Regions from separate parts of the Rattus norvegicus genome. Here region 1 is linked to region 2. A link is a contact called in public Hi-C data. All regions are on one chromosome and are shown on one strand. The core of a region is the stretch at or near the end of the contact, and the rest is flanking DNA. Distances in the headings are between cores, read along the strand shown.

Region 1 (6,988 bases), core at 2,847-5,346, 610 kb after region 2:
GAGTCAAGGTGTAAGAACGGAACGCCTTTATCCATGTAGGCTCTTGAATAGAGTTAGGCAACTTTTAATCACATATATAATTTGTTTCTAAATTATTAATTTCTTAATACATCACAATATAAAAATTAATCTAGATAGTTCTGCAGCTTACTGAAATTCAAAAAAATGTACGTTCATTTGCATCTATAGTGGGTGATGGTAGAGTGTTTCATGTCGTCTTCTAAGCATAATATATTGATTTAGTAAAATAGCTTTTTTCATAAATTCAATTACCCAATTGATGTCTCGGTTTCGTTTTCTATGTAACTTTCAAGTCTTCAGGTCTCGTATTTGTTTATTCATTTTTCAAAACACCAGCTGACCTCTCACCACACTCTGGCATGGTGCTAGGGATAAGGGATGTGAAACAAAGCCCGCGACTGGTGTGGGAGCTCAATGGTAAAGCATTTGTCTAGTGTGGGTAGGGTATGGGATTCAGTTCTTAACACCTTAACACTATCTAACTGGATGAAATAAAACAAAACCAAAATCCCCCCCCCCAATTTTTAGTAGGAAAAATACAGTGAAGCAAAGAGTTATTGTTACATGTGGAGACTGTGTTCTCATCTCTACTCCTTCTGTTTTCTTTTTTGGATACTATAATACTCAGAATTTCTCAATTTTACTATGGTCATATATTTTCCCTAACCTTTAGTACAAGAACATTTGTTTCAAATTAGGGCTTGTAATTCATAAGGCAAATATACCAACACAAATGTTAATACATGACTTTGAATTTGCAGAATAGAATGGTATAAAGTAGACCAGAGCAAGTCAGAACTCAGCAGACTATGTCTCCCATGGTGAAGGTAAATAAATACTGTGGTGCAGACCCGTGTTTCCATTTGTGAGTGTATGTATGCATTTACCAGGCCAAAGTGAAAGTCTGATAATGCATTATCATCATAAAACTTCAGGCATGTGCGGTGACATGTACCTGTAGTTTTAGCTGTTTGGAGAAATGAGGCAAGAGTTTAGCCAGTCAGGTGGCCCAGGAAGAGTCCAAAACTTAATTACTTGTTCACACTTTACTTTAGAGAAAGTGATTCTCAATTTGTAGGTCATGACCCCTTTGGGGGATTAAACGACCCTTTCACAGAGCTGCTGAAGACCATTGGAAAACACAGATATTTACATTCTGATTCATAACAGTATCAAAACTACAGTTACAAAGTAGAAATGAAAATAATTTAATTGCTGGGGGAACTTAATATTAAGTTTCAAGCATTAGGAAGGTTGGAAGCCTGTGCCTTAGAATGAAGAGCTGACTCTTTCAAGGACTTACATATACTGTGTTTCCAGATCTCATTCCATTATATCTCTGTCTTGGTACATATGTTCTCTGCCTAGAAATGACTATTAAAGTCTCAGTCTACTTTACACTGCTGTAGCAGAATACCTGAGGCCACAGACACCCAGAGTGTAAATTTATACTTTAGAGTTTTGTAGCCTGGAAATAAAAGGTCAGGACACTGATATTTCCTAAAGGCTTGTCTCTGTTCAAAGGCGGAAAGACAGGGAACACACAGTGGAATGGGCTGCTTTCACTCAGAGCCCCCTTCATTAATACCCAGCCCCACCATACTGAACACCATTGACAGTTCCCACCTTTTAACATTATGTCAATGGGGGAGGGTGTCGCGAACCACAGTCATTTCCAGGTATGTAACGCTCTCCGATTTGAGGTCTATACAAGCGTCCTCCTTCGCAGGGAGTTCACTGGAACAGTCAGATGTAAATGTTCTGTTAATTGGGCTTCTTTCATCACAGTCATTTATTTAAAGAAATGATGACGTTGTGTTGTAACTGTATGATTGATCTGATTTCTTCTCTACCAGACTGTGAACTCCTTGAGAATAAGGACGTCGTATTATTCATATCATATTCCTAGGAGTGAGCCTTGTATTGTGTTTTTACAGGTGACTAAGAAATGCGTTGAGTAAAGTCACACTAAACTTTAGAGTGAAGTGTCGTCTGTTTCCTGATGTTCGGATTGGGTGGCACTTATCAGCTTGAGGGCTCCTCCCCTCTTCATCTCTCTGTTCTCAGGCTCTGGTCCAGAGACAGAATACACACGAGTACTGCATATGGGATAGTTGGGTGATGTACGGTGTGGCTCTGACCACAGACAAGGTTGTTTTTCTCCAGCATTTCCCAGTATGAGCAGTGCTTCTGAGTAGAATGTCATGTGTTGGGCTTTCAAGCAGCGTCACAGACAGAAGTGGAGGTGTGGACAGACATGGAGTGTTCCTGCCTCACAGTCACTCTGACGTTGTAGGTCACAGAGGCAGGCAGGAGCTTTCTTCACCCTCTTTTGCAATTGTCCCTGGGGTGACAGTTTCAACCATTTGCTTCACCCAGGTGACAAACACTTGGCTGTGGCTATTACTTGCTTCAGGGAAGAGAACCTTGCAGTGGCGAGCTGCAGGCATTGTGGTTTCCTTGTCAGCTTCTAAGGACGTGTCAAAACTCACCTTCTTATTTCAGCCCAGGACACTCTGTACTGTCAGAGAGGGGAAACTCCTAGATAGTCCCAATGTATTGCCTAAATGCAGAGCTCACTGAAAGAAATAGTACTTCTAGAATCTTTGGCTTATGTCTTCTGTGCTAAAGTTCTCTCATATTCATTAATCAGTTCCCCATCTATGGAAAGTGAGTTTGTGAAGTTCAAAGATAGAATAAATTCCTAGTTTCTTAAAGGACAGAACTGAAGCCTGTGCTGACTGGGGAGGGTGGGTGAAGGGGTTCTCATTACTGATAGTTCTGATTAGGTTTTATCCTTATAGCTTTTTTTCCCAGTCTCTTGTTCCATCACCTTGCAGCCATCTCAGGATTAGGGTAGCAGGGAAGGTAAAGGGTGGATGCAAAAATTCTACTCCTCATCACCTTGTATCTGTCATGTCGGATTGCAGAGCAGAACAGAGGCATGAGAGACCTGAGAAGACCATTTGACCACAGATAAACTAAAGATGCATAACAAGCTTGTGCAGACCCGTCTGTTCTGGGTCTGGACCTGGACATTATCAGCAGTGAGCAAACCAGACAAGTGTCATTCCTTCGGGAGAGACTTGTATTGTTCTTTCCTGCTGTGTTTATGAAGCTTTATAGAGCTGGCTTGAGATAGCAGGTCTCTGATCAGACTAAATTCTTGTCCTGCCTACAAACGGGCTACCTCTTAAGCTTTTGTTTTTGATGGGAAAGGTTAGCAATGGCTCTTTTTCTTTTTCTTTTTTTTCTGTGAGAACTAGTGATATGTACATCACGCACACGCATGCGCATAGACACACATTCATATACCCCTTAAAGCAAATGGTATAGTGGTTGCCACATATTAGGCACCCAATAATGAAGCCTCTCTTTTTGGTTTTCTCACTCCAGAACCAAAATGCATATTACAAAGGAAGACTTTAGTGGATGAAGGCCTTTGATTTGTCCATGAAGTTCCCTTCCAGGTGAGATATTTCCAGGTGAAATATCTCTCAGCAGAACTTCCACTTCCCTGTATATAGGCAGGCAGAAAAGAAGAATCCAAAGATCTGACACCCTCTGTCTCGCCAGGTGCCCTGATTTTGTCTTTCTTATGTCTTCTAAATGAATGTGGAAATCAGTACTCTCAGTTGTATAGGTTTCAATCAGAAACAGCCATAAGAACCGTTGCTGAGACCACAAATGTCAATGTAAGGGCCCACCTTTGTAGTGAGATGCCATGCAGGCCTCTCAGAAAGTTTCCCTGACAGTTGTAGGATGACATATGCTGGCTTGACTTGACCAGCTATGGACCCCATATTCTGATCAGGAGGAGGGATCAGCTCTCTGCAGAAATACCCCATAGACTCTCATTCCCAAAGACAGCCTGGGAGGGCGAGATAAAGATCAAAGGGCAACACAACTCAATTCATGTGTTTTCCAGTCTGGAAACAGAGGATGAAGGACTTTGTGGGAATGAAAAAATCAAAGATAAAAGAACATTTTGTTCTTAAGGGACTGGTTAGTGAGTTCTCCAGCAGACAGGCAGCAGATAGGAGGAGTTTTGTTTGCACTTTGTGGGGGTGGTTCTGGCCAGGACTCCTGCTGCTGCTATTTTTCTAGCTTGTAAAAATAGCATTAACTTTGTTCCAGGTCTCTTCTTGGCTCCAGCGCCCCAACTGTCCTGAAAGGAAATAACAACTTCATATTTCTCTCAGGCCCCCTCTCCTTTCAGTGGATCTTGTCTATCGGACAAACTTCTGCCTATGCCTATCCATCAAAGCTTGGAGATGCTGCCATCTTCTTACAGAAGCCTTCCTTGACTCCCTGACTCCCAAGCTAAACAAAGCCCTCCTTTGCCCGTGTTTGTGCTGTATCTTATATTCGCTGGTCTGTATGTCGATGTCATCTCATTTACTTATGTGTGGGTTCTCATAGCATATCCTGAGCAGCCGCTGTCACAGTTAGTGATTGGGTGAAGGGAAGGATGGCATTCCCTTACCCGTGGGCACTTACTTCAGCTGGGAGGCAGCTGTCCTTGTATGGTAGCTGTGCTTGGTTCCCTTCTTCAGCAGCAAGCATTAGGTCCAAGCAATTCTTCAGCTAGTCCTAAATGTCTCAAAATCTCCATAGTTTCTGTTTACAGTCATGTTAGCATGACTTGGTCAAAATCATACATTTTGCTAGGTTGATCATAATCCCTTGATTCTCAACATTGCATTCGCTGTCAGATGCTGCATTGCTTTTAACTGCTCTTCTGAGCTGTGGTGTTGAAACAAAGTAAGGATTTTCTATTTTCTTTCTTTTTGTTTATTTTTCTAATGGCAGAAGAATTTATTTAGCCCATCTTAGGGAAAGAACCTCTGGTCCTTGCCTTGCTAGGACAAAGAAGTTTCTTTTAGTGACAAACCGTGCCACTAACTTATCTCACCCTTTCCTATATTCCTATATTCCCCTATGGGGAAACAGCAGATTTCAATAATGGGATTTAGGGAGTATTTCCTTATAATTAATATGCACGTGTGTTTATGAGGCGAGGTGTTTTTACAGCAAACATTGTTATTAGCAATGGTCTGTTACATTTATTTCTAAACTTTAGAGTGGAGAAGCACATTTCTGCTCAGTCACTCCTCACAACAGCTTTGTAGTTTACCAGAGCAGATGTGTCAACCCTCATTTGGCCATGGGAGCACCTGAGTCTCAGAGTTGAGTTATGGACCCGAGAACAGACTTGACTTTTTACCTCACAGGAAGTTCAGAACGAAGCTCTGCACATCCTGCTCTTCCCTTGCACTTGTCAAGTGAGACAGCAGTGGCTCCTGTGACTCCCTGACTTTGTCACAAACTACGTAGTGAGGTGGGGACGTGTGATGGAGCCTGTCTAGTCAGATTCCATGGTGCATTTATCACCATGCGATATGGGATGAGCGGCCCGTTTCTATGTGGCAGCCCTACTTTTGAGTTTGTTCCCTAGAATATCTAAGTGACGAATCTTGAGAACAGCCTTTTAGTGAGTACCCACTGATAAGCAGCTTTACTATCTGATGGAGACAGGAGGTGACTGTGACAGAGCAGAAGAGTTTTGGGAAATTGCAGCCTCGTGAACAGGCGAGTAAGTACTGTAATTACAGTTATTTGTGCTAAGCGTGGAAGGATTTGGTAAAACATGAAATGCTCTCAAAATTGAGAAGGAAATTACAGAAGGATCCCTGGGCAAGTGATGGCTAGAACTGCGCTCCCAGCAGGCCATGCAGTTATTATGTCATGGAAAGTGCATTTGTTCAGTCAGTTTTAGACTTTAGTTATGATATTTTCTAACAACATACCAATAAGATCGGCATCTTTAATAAGAACAACAGGTCTTAGAGCACGACCATTTCCTACCTGTCTTCTAAGGCTCCAGGGCTCTGCCTGTTGTTACTTCACATGCTTTTCACCTTTCCACAGCAATTCTGTTAGGTAAAGATTAGTTAGATTTGTGTAAAGCACAAAGCAAGACTTCCAAAAATCACCTAGCTAGTGTCTTACCCAGCACTGTACTGGAGCTCGAGGCTGCAGCTCACATTTTCTCTAGGCTGGTAGATCTTTGACAGGGGCTGACTTTGGGCACCCATGGTCCACTTAGTAGTATCTGGAAACATCCAAGGAGGCAGAGTTATCACTGGTGTGTGTAGCAAAATGAAACCACAGATGTTGTCAGCCACAGTGCAACCCACCCAATGCAGGATTTCCCAGCCATAGACTTCACCAACCGTGAGGCTAAGAAGCCTTGCTCTGTCTCAAAATATCCACAAGGATAATATGTCCCATTATCAAATCAGCTTATTTCTTCAGAAGCAAGAAGTAAGCCAAATATGGTTTTACTAATGCTGTTGGGTTCGGAGTGGAAGCCGAGAAAACTCCTTTCAGATATGGAAGCTTAAAAATAAAAGCTTTATTTTCTGAGAGCTTGGGGAGGCGGCCAGTTTGGGATCTGAACAGCATCCTCAAAGGGAGATTGTACAACATTTTTATATGATGGAAACACAAAGCTAGGGGATGGATGGGCTTTTCCATTAACTGACCATATTTGACACAAGGGTTCAAGCAAGAAACCTAACCTTGGTGGCTAGTCCTCATCTGTGTCACCTGGTTTCAGGGTCCTTGATTCAGTTTTTGCAGCCAGGTCTCTGCCCAGTGTGTGGCTGCAATGTTATAATGATAAGGGAACAAAGGAATGATCAAGCTGCAACAATAATAATTAAGTCAAGACCAACAGCACAATTATGACTTCCGTGCCTTAGTTTAGATAACGGAATAATGGCCTCTCTCTTTACATCCTTCTCTGGTTAGCAGACCAACACAAAACATCTGAAGCAGCAGGACAGGAGGTGGCTTCCGGCCTGGGAACATGAACTCAGTGTTGATTCTGCCAGCAAGGGAGAGCTCATTCCTGAGATGGCTGACGTCAGGAAACTCCTTCCTACCAATGCAGTACTTTTTA
Region 2 (6,414 bases), core at 398-2,897:
ATACAGTCCCTATTCTTTAAGAACTTGTAGTCAAATAAAGAAGGAAAACACTTAAACAACATTAAAAAAAAACCTTATTGCAGCATGAAGAGTCCTCTAAGGTACCATGAAAGAGTTGGGAACATAGAAGACAAAGCATCCAATTACCTTGCCAATAAAGCAAGGAAGGTTCCAGAGAGGAGGTGACATTGGACTATAAATACATGCTATCCAAGCAGAGAAAGGGGGAGAAGGGTTTCTCTAGGCAGAGAGCACCACAGCATTGCTGCACACACCGAATGCCTGCCACCTGCTTTAAGCACTGTCTCTAATGCCTAGAATTCTGTGAACTAGGCATTACCCGGAACACTTTACGGAACAGGAATGTAGGGACACAGAGGTCAAGTACTTGGCCCATGGTTAGAGGACTGCTGAGAAAGGCCTTGAAGTCAACTCTTGTCACCTGGCTTCAAAGCCCATCCTCTTAGCCACTCACCAAGGACTGAATTGAAGACATCTGTTAGGAGTTTCTTATGAGGAGGGACACATAAACAGGAGTCAAGCCACAGGGTCTCTCTGTAGGCTTTCATGATGCGGCAGGAACTTGGACTTGCTGGATCCATCAAAGAATTAATACTGTGGTGTGTGTGTGTGTGTGTGTGTGTGTGCACTCATATATAGAGCCAAGATTTTCTCTCTCTCCTTAAGAGGCCACAGTGGAGAAAGGCAGGCCACCTTTATATACTTTAGACTGAAAACATCTGTCCACTGTAGAAACATCGTATCTTTTGTTAGTTGGATGTCAATATCTAAGTTGTTCGCTTTCTGTGTCCAACAGTCTGGGTACTCCATGAGGACATACATAGCTTTTGTCCATCCTCCCAACCCCCACCCCCACCCCCACCCCCACCCCCACCCCCACCCCCACCCCGGAGCATCCAGCACAGCACCAGGCCACAACTGGTACTTAGACATTCCCAGTGAATATTTACTGAAAACGTGTTGAGTGACTTCTGGGTTTTGATTAATTATTTAGGAAGCGAATTGTGGGTTTATTTACTTTGGTAAGTAGCTCGAATCGTGAAGTAAGAGGACATGGCTGAAGGAACTCTGAAGGTGAAAGGGACCTTTGTCTTAAATCGGTGGTTTACAAAGTACTTTCCTAAATTTGCCTTCTGGATTGTAATCCAGCTACTGCTTTCTGAGGTCATCTCATCAGTTGGGAGACAGCAAATTTGTGTCCCTATCCATTCTCAGCCTTTACCCTCTCACATCTCCTGATCTCCTTCAGTCTGTACCTAAACATTCTGAAGGAAGAAAATTCATAAACTCACAGGGCACACTGTTCCCCTATCGGATGGGCAAGGACAGTAACACTGTCACCATGTTCTGAGCTCTTCTCGGGTCCTAGGCTCGATCCACGTCACCAAATATAAAGACCAGACATTAGTTTCTTCCTGCTCTTCCAGCGCTAAGACCCACGTCCTACTCGCCTGCCCTCCACTGCTAGCCCTCACGGCCGCCACCGCCAGCCCCGCCCGCGCTTCCGCACCCCAGCCTCCCGCACCAGACGCCGGCCGCTCCTGCGCTCCCACGCCCGCGCACTGCGCTCTCCGGGCCCCGCGCTCCCACACCCGGCGCTGAGGAGGCGGGCGCCCTGGGCGAGGGCAGGGCGGCCACGTCAGCGGCGCCGGCTCGCTCCGCCCGCCGCGGGCCTCCCCATAGAAGGTAAAGCCTGGGCAGCGCCCGCGGGCGTCCTCAGGCTGGCAGCCCCGGCTGCCGGTTTCAGTTTCTGAAGAGCTAGGCCTTGAGCAAACACTGGCTGGCAGGAGGAGGGTGCTGGACGCCTTCCCAACAGATAATGTGATTCCCTGCCGCTGGGAGCCACCCACGGTGGGAAGGGGCAGCGCAGGGACCTGGCTCCTCCGCAGAACAGCAGTAGTCCTGGGGTGGGGGTAGGGGGTGGCGGGGAGGAAAGGGCTGGGGGCATCTGCGCTCGGACCCCCTCTTCTTCATCTGTAAGGTTGCTTCTTCCTCGGTGGACACTTAAAATGTTTGCTTTCTTTCTGAAAAAGAAATGAGAGAGAAAGCCAAAACCAACATGAACTCCAAAGGCAGGGCATTTCCCACTTTGGCCTTTTGGTGGATGCACAATTTTTTTTTTTTTTTTTTTTCTGAAAGGCCAGACCTATCCCAGCGGGTGACCTGCGCACATTTCCTAACTTCCCGGTCTCATTATCCTCACCCATAAAATGGGAGTAATGATACCTATCTTTTAGATACGTGCTGAGGGTTAGATTAGATAATAGATTATACATATTAAGCACTTAGTGCCTTCAATCAGCAGCAATTAACATTATTATTAATTATATTGTTATGGCGTATGACTAATCATGAGATAGATTCTTAGTGCTCCTGGGAGCATAAGTAAAAATATGCTCATTTAAAAACTTTTATTGAGGGAAGTAGTTTTATGAGGTGAATAACGAATAGCACCGAGTCAGGACATATTCCTGCATCTCATTTAGTATTTAGAGAAACTTGTAAAGCAGGCATTATGCACTCTGTACCGGTGAGGACCCTGCAGCTTCCAGAAGTAACTGGCTCACCTCATACCTTGGGTCAACATCTCATTTCTCTCTCTTTGAGGCTTGGTCTTGTATAGCCTAGACTAGTTTCTAACTCCCCAAGTAGCTTGAACTCCTAAAAAAAAACAGTCTCTCTCTCTCTCTCTCTCTCTCTCTCTCTCTCTCTCTCTCTCTCTGTGTGTGTGTGTCACACACACACGCGCATAAATGAGCAAGCATGGTCTACATGTGTGTGGGTGCCTAAGGAGTTCTAAAGATATGAACTGGAATTAAAGGCTGTTATGTGTAGCCTTGTGCTAGTTGCTGGGAGGAGAACACAAGTCCTCTGGGAGATCAGCAAGAACTCGAATCTGCTGAGTCATCCCTCCAACTCCCAGACCTGAACTCATGATCCTCCTGCCTCTTTATCCTAAGTGTTACATACCCAGATCTCTCTCTCCTCAGCTGACCACATCCCACCCCAGCAGCCTCACACCTGTCTGCCTCAGACCTCCTTTCCTTTTCGTAGTCTCTCTTCCTTCCCTTGCTCCATGCTCATCAACCTGGAGAAAACCGAGTCAAGTCTGGATGCCAGAAGAAGGCCACTGTCTGCTCCGGGAGACTTTCTGATCCATCCCCATGACCTCCACCCTTCTACTGCCTGAAGCCCAGGCTGTACATCTCTGTCTGTATTGTGCCTCCCCTAAGTAGCCCTCCACAGCTGAGCCTGTGCCTTCCTCAGCCTTAGGATCACAACCACCCAGGTTTAGATCCGAGCTTTACTTATTGGAAGACTGGGATTCCTGATTTTACCTCTCTGCCCTTTATCTCCCTAATGCAGAAGGTGGATTTCAGCAACACTGTCAGCTTGTAGAGTTGCGATCAGTGCAGGGTAGATGGGCAGTCCGTGCTCTGAACTTACCACTGTCAGAGGCTCAGTGAATGAGGACAGGCTGAGATCTTGGGTGTTACTTGGGGACAGAAAGAGAGGAACAGTGCCAATGGTAGAATTAAAAGCATGGCTAGGCCTCGGAGGGGATGGCTCCAACCCAGGTCTGCCTGAATCTTCATGTGTGGTCTTGGCCTTGTCTCTTCACCTTTTAGGATTCATCTTCCCGACTGGAGCAGTCAGTCATTTGTCTGTGGGACTTGTATTGTCCTAAATTCCCAGTTGAGGGTCACATACAGAAGGAAGAGGAAGCACAAAACTCAGCCGTTGGCTCTCCTTAGCTTTCAATAACTATGGTAGTTTACAGTGGCTGCTGAACAGATCGTCATATGTGGCACCCGGCCAAGCATCGTCATTGCCCTGTTCCCCCTGAGAGAAGGGGCTTCTGTGACTCCTATTCTACACCCAAGGGAATAGGATCTGAAGCCAACGAGCCTGCAACTCATTTGTCAGATACAACTGCTCAACCAACTGCAAGAATCCTTTTGAGCACAGAGATATCTGAGAACACAGAGACTCTTATCGCTCGAGCCTGTCAGGTATTAATATTCTGAATAGCCTGAAAGGCCAAGCTGCCATTTTTGCATTAGTTTCTTGTCTTCAACTTGGGCCCCAGGCAGCTGTGGTCAGGATGAGAGCTCATGGAAGAAGACAAGACAATAATATACTCTTCAACAGGGAGAACAAGTCTTCTTGATAGGTTGCTCAGAATACAGAAGCTTGTATCTTCTCTCCAATGAGCCTGGACCAGCTGTGGTGTGTTAAAGGTTTCCAGTACAACTTTGACTGGGATGGGGTTGGACTTCAAGCTTTAGAAGTGTGTCCACTGAGAAACAATTCTTTGATGGCGGCATTTGGGGTACGGTAGGGAACAGACAGCATTCACAAGAAGAAATAGCACATCAAGACCACAAAACTAAGTGGAGAAATTGTTTTCATGGCCGCTGTCTTTACCTGGTCTTAATTAGTTTTTTTTTTCCACACCGCACCCCATCCCTCGGCCTCAAAGAATCAAATAATCAAATATCCCCTTGAACAGAAAGCACCACAGGCTCACTGTTGCCAACCGGGTGAGTCCGAACTCGTTGAAAATGACACTCATGAGCCCTCCAGGCTCTGGTCCCAGCTCTCCATTTTATCTGTGTCTTCTCCATATTGTCAACTTACTTTATATTTGAACCCTAAAGCGCAAGCAAGAATACAGGTGCCTTCCAGAGGAAAGCGAACAACATTCAGGACAGTGACAGTAGGTGCTGAGTCAGGCCACTGTCCCCCACAAAACATCAATGGCGTGCGAAGCCTCTTCTATGGTTCTTGAGATGGCTCAGTGGTTAAGAGCACTGACTGTTCTTCCAGAGGTCCTGAGTTCAATTCCTAGCAACCACATGATGGCTCACAACCATCTGTAATGGGATCTGATGTCCTCTTCTGGTGTCTGAAGACAGCTACAGCGTACTGATATAAACAAAAATAAATAAATCTTTAAAAAAAGAAATTGAGATTCTCAACTGTAATATTTTCATATTAGAGAGAATCAGGCTTTTTTCTTCTATTTCTTTGGTAAGTCTACACCACTTTAAAACACAGTTGCCTTTTCTTTCATAGGTAAACATCACTTTTTAATTAGGAAAAAATATTTAAAGAAACAATTTTCTCTGAGTACCGAGAAGGCCATGTAGAAAAAGCCTTTATCCTATATTTTAAACAGTGTTTTGTAGGAGCAGAGCATGAAGAAGGGCCCATAGGGTTTAAGTGAGTCACTGGAGGATGCAAGTCAGCAAGTGGCAGAGTGACAGTCAGTCTAGCTCTTGGGAGTGCAGCCTCCTGGTCCCTGCTCAGCTGCCTTCTGGTTCTTTTAGATGGGTGAAGGCATCTGAACAGGGGTACTCATCTCATCTCTGCAGATAGAGCATGAGTCTTGGCTTCCACTAGGGGTTTCATATGCCCGTCCCAAATTCCAAGCAGCTGAGGGGGAAGTGCATGGCTAAGGGTTTATATATAGTCTTAGGAGTAAGACAAGCTGGGATCCAGACCCCAACTACTCACTGACTTGACCACAGCCACCTCAACACCTCTGAAGCTCACTTCCCCTCTCTTTTACTTTGCTTCAAGCATTTGCTAATATATAACACTCACTGGATGTTCAAAATTGTAATTATTTAACATATTATGGGCATTCTTATTACGTGTACTCCTGGTGTGGCTTGCATGTGAAATGTCCCCCTAGACTCATGAATACTTATCCACCAGCCAGTACTATTTTGACAGTCATGGGACCTTTTGGAGATTGAGCTTTGATCACTGTGGGTCACAGAGGCAGGTCTTGAAGTTTTATAGTCCAGTCTCACTTCCTGCCTTCTCTCTGCTTCTTTACTGTGGATAGACTGATCAATTGCCCCAGCTCTTGGCACCATGCCTTCTAGAACCTTTGTCACATTTTTCTCACCATGCTGCATTGTGCCCCTTCTTAATACAAGAGCTATAATAAAGCCGGTCTCCTGAGCATGAATGGAAGACAAGCTTATCAATTTCAAACAGGAGCTATTCAGACTAGTCTGTCCTGAACACAGTTGTGTGTGGCCTAATGAGAGGCTGTATGGTAGAAATGTGTCATTAGGTGGTTTAGTGGTTAAGTGACAGCCATAAAATTATACAAGCTAAGCCAGCTACAATGTTGTCCCTAAACAAAACAGTCTCATGGGATCACCATCTTTTACATGATCCATCATCAACCAATTCCACATAGGTGCCAATCTGACACATGTCCTGACTGAAGAACGTGTTTTTTGAGAACCCAGTGTTTGAGGTAGGATTGACCATGAAGGACTATCCCTAACCACCAAGCATATCATTTCTTAGATTCCCTGATCTCTCTTCTCTCTTCTCTCTTCTGTCTTCTCCTCTCTTCTCCTCTCTTCT

What was found. A called contact is a pair of places that touch in the nucleus more often than the background predicts.
Region 1: a contact with region 2 is called in a Hi-C map of frontal cortex, with 3 times the contacts expected there. The contact joins two enhancer-like sites. A contact is called at or near these places in 2 of 12 Hi-C or Micro-C datasets (Schwann cells and frontal cortex).

What each region holds. Positions count from the first base shown.
Region 1 is chr5:115,717,560-115,724,547 of GRCr8, forward strand. All of the region lies in intron 7 of Fggy (FGGY carbohydrate kinase domain containing), which reads left to right. LOC103692418 (a long non-coding RNA gene) reads right to left here. Exons shown (of 10, transcript XR_010051926.1): 8 at 6,034-6,988; 9 at 5,890-5,957; 10 at 1-4,189. Among named protein-coding and RNA genes, the nearest start is that of Fggy, 210 kb to the left of the region's middle. Within about 2 kb of position 4,097, at least 21 of the 93 cell types and tissues checked have an H3K27ac peak or open chromatin away from gene starts, as enhancers often do.
Region 2 is chr5:115,114,339-115,120,752 of GRCr8, forward strand. No RefSeq gene overlaps it. Among named protein-coding and RNA genes, the nearest start is that of Jun, 100 kb to the left of the region's middle. Within about 2 kb of position 1,648, at least 88 of the 93 cell types and tissues checked have an H3K27ac peak or open chromatin away from gene starts, as enhancers often do.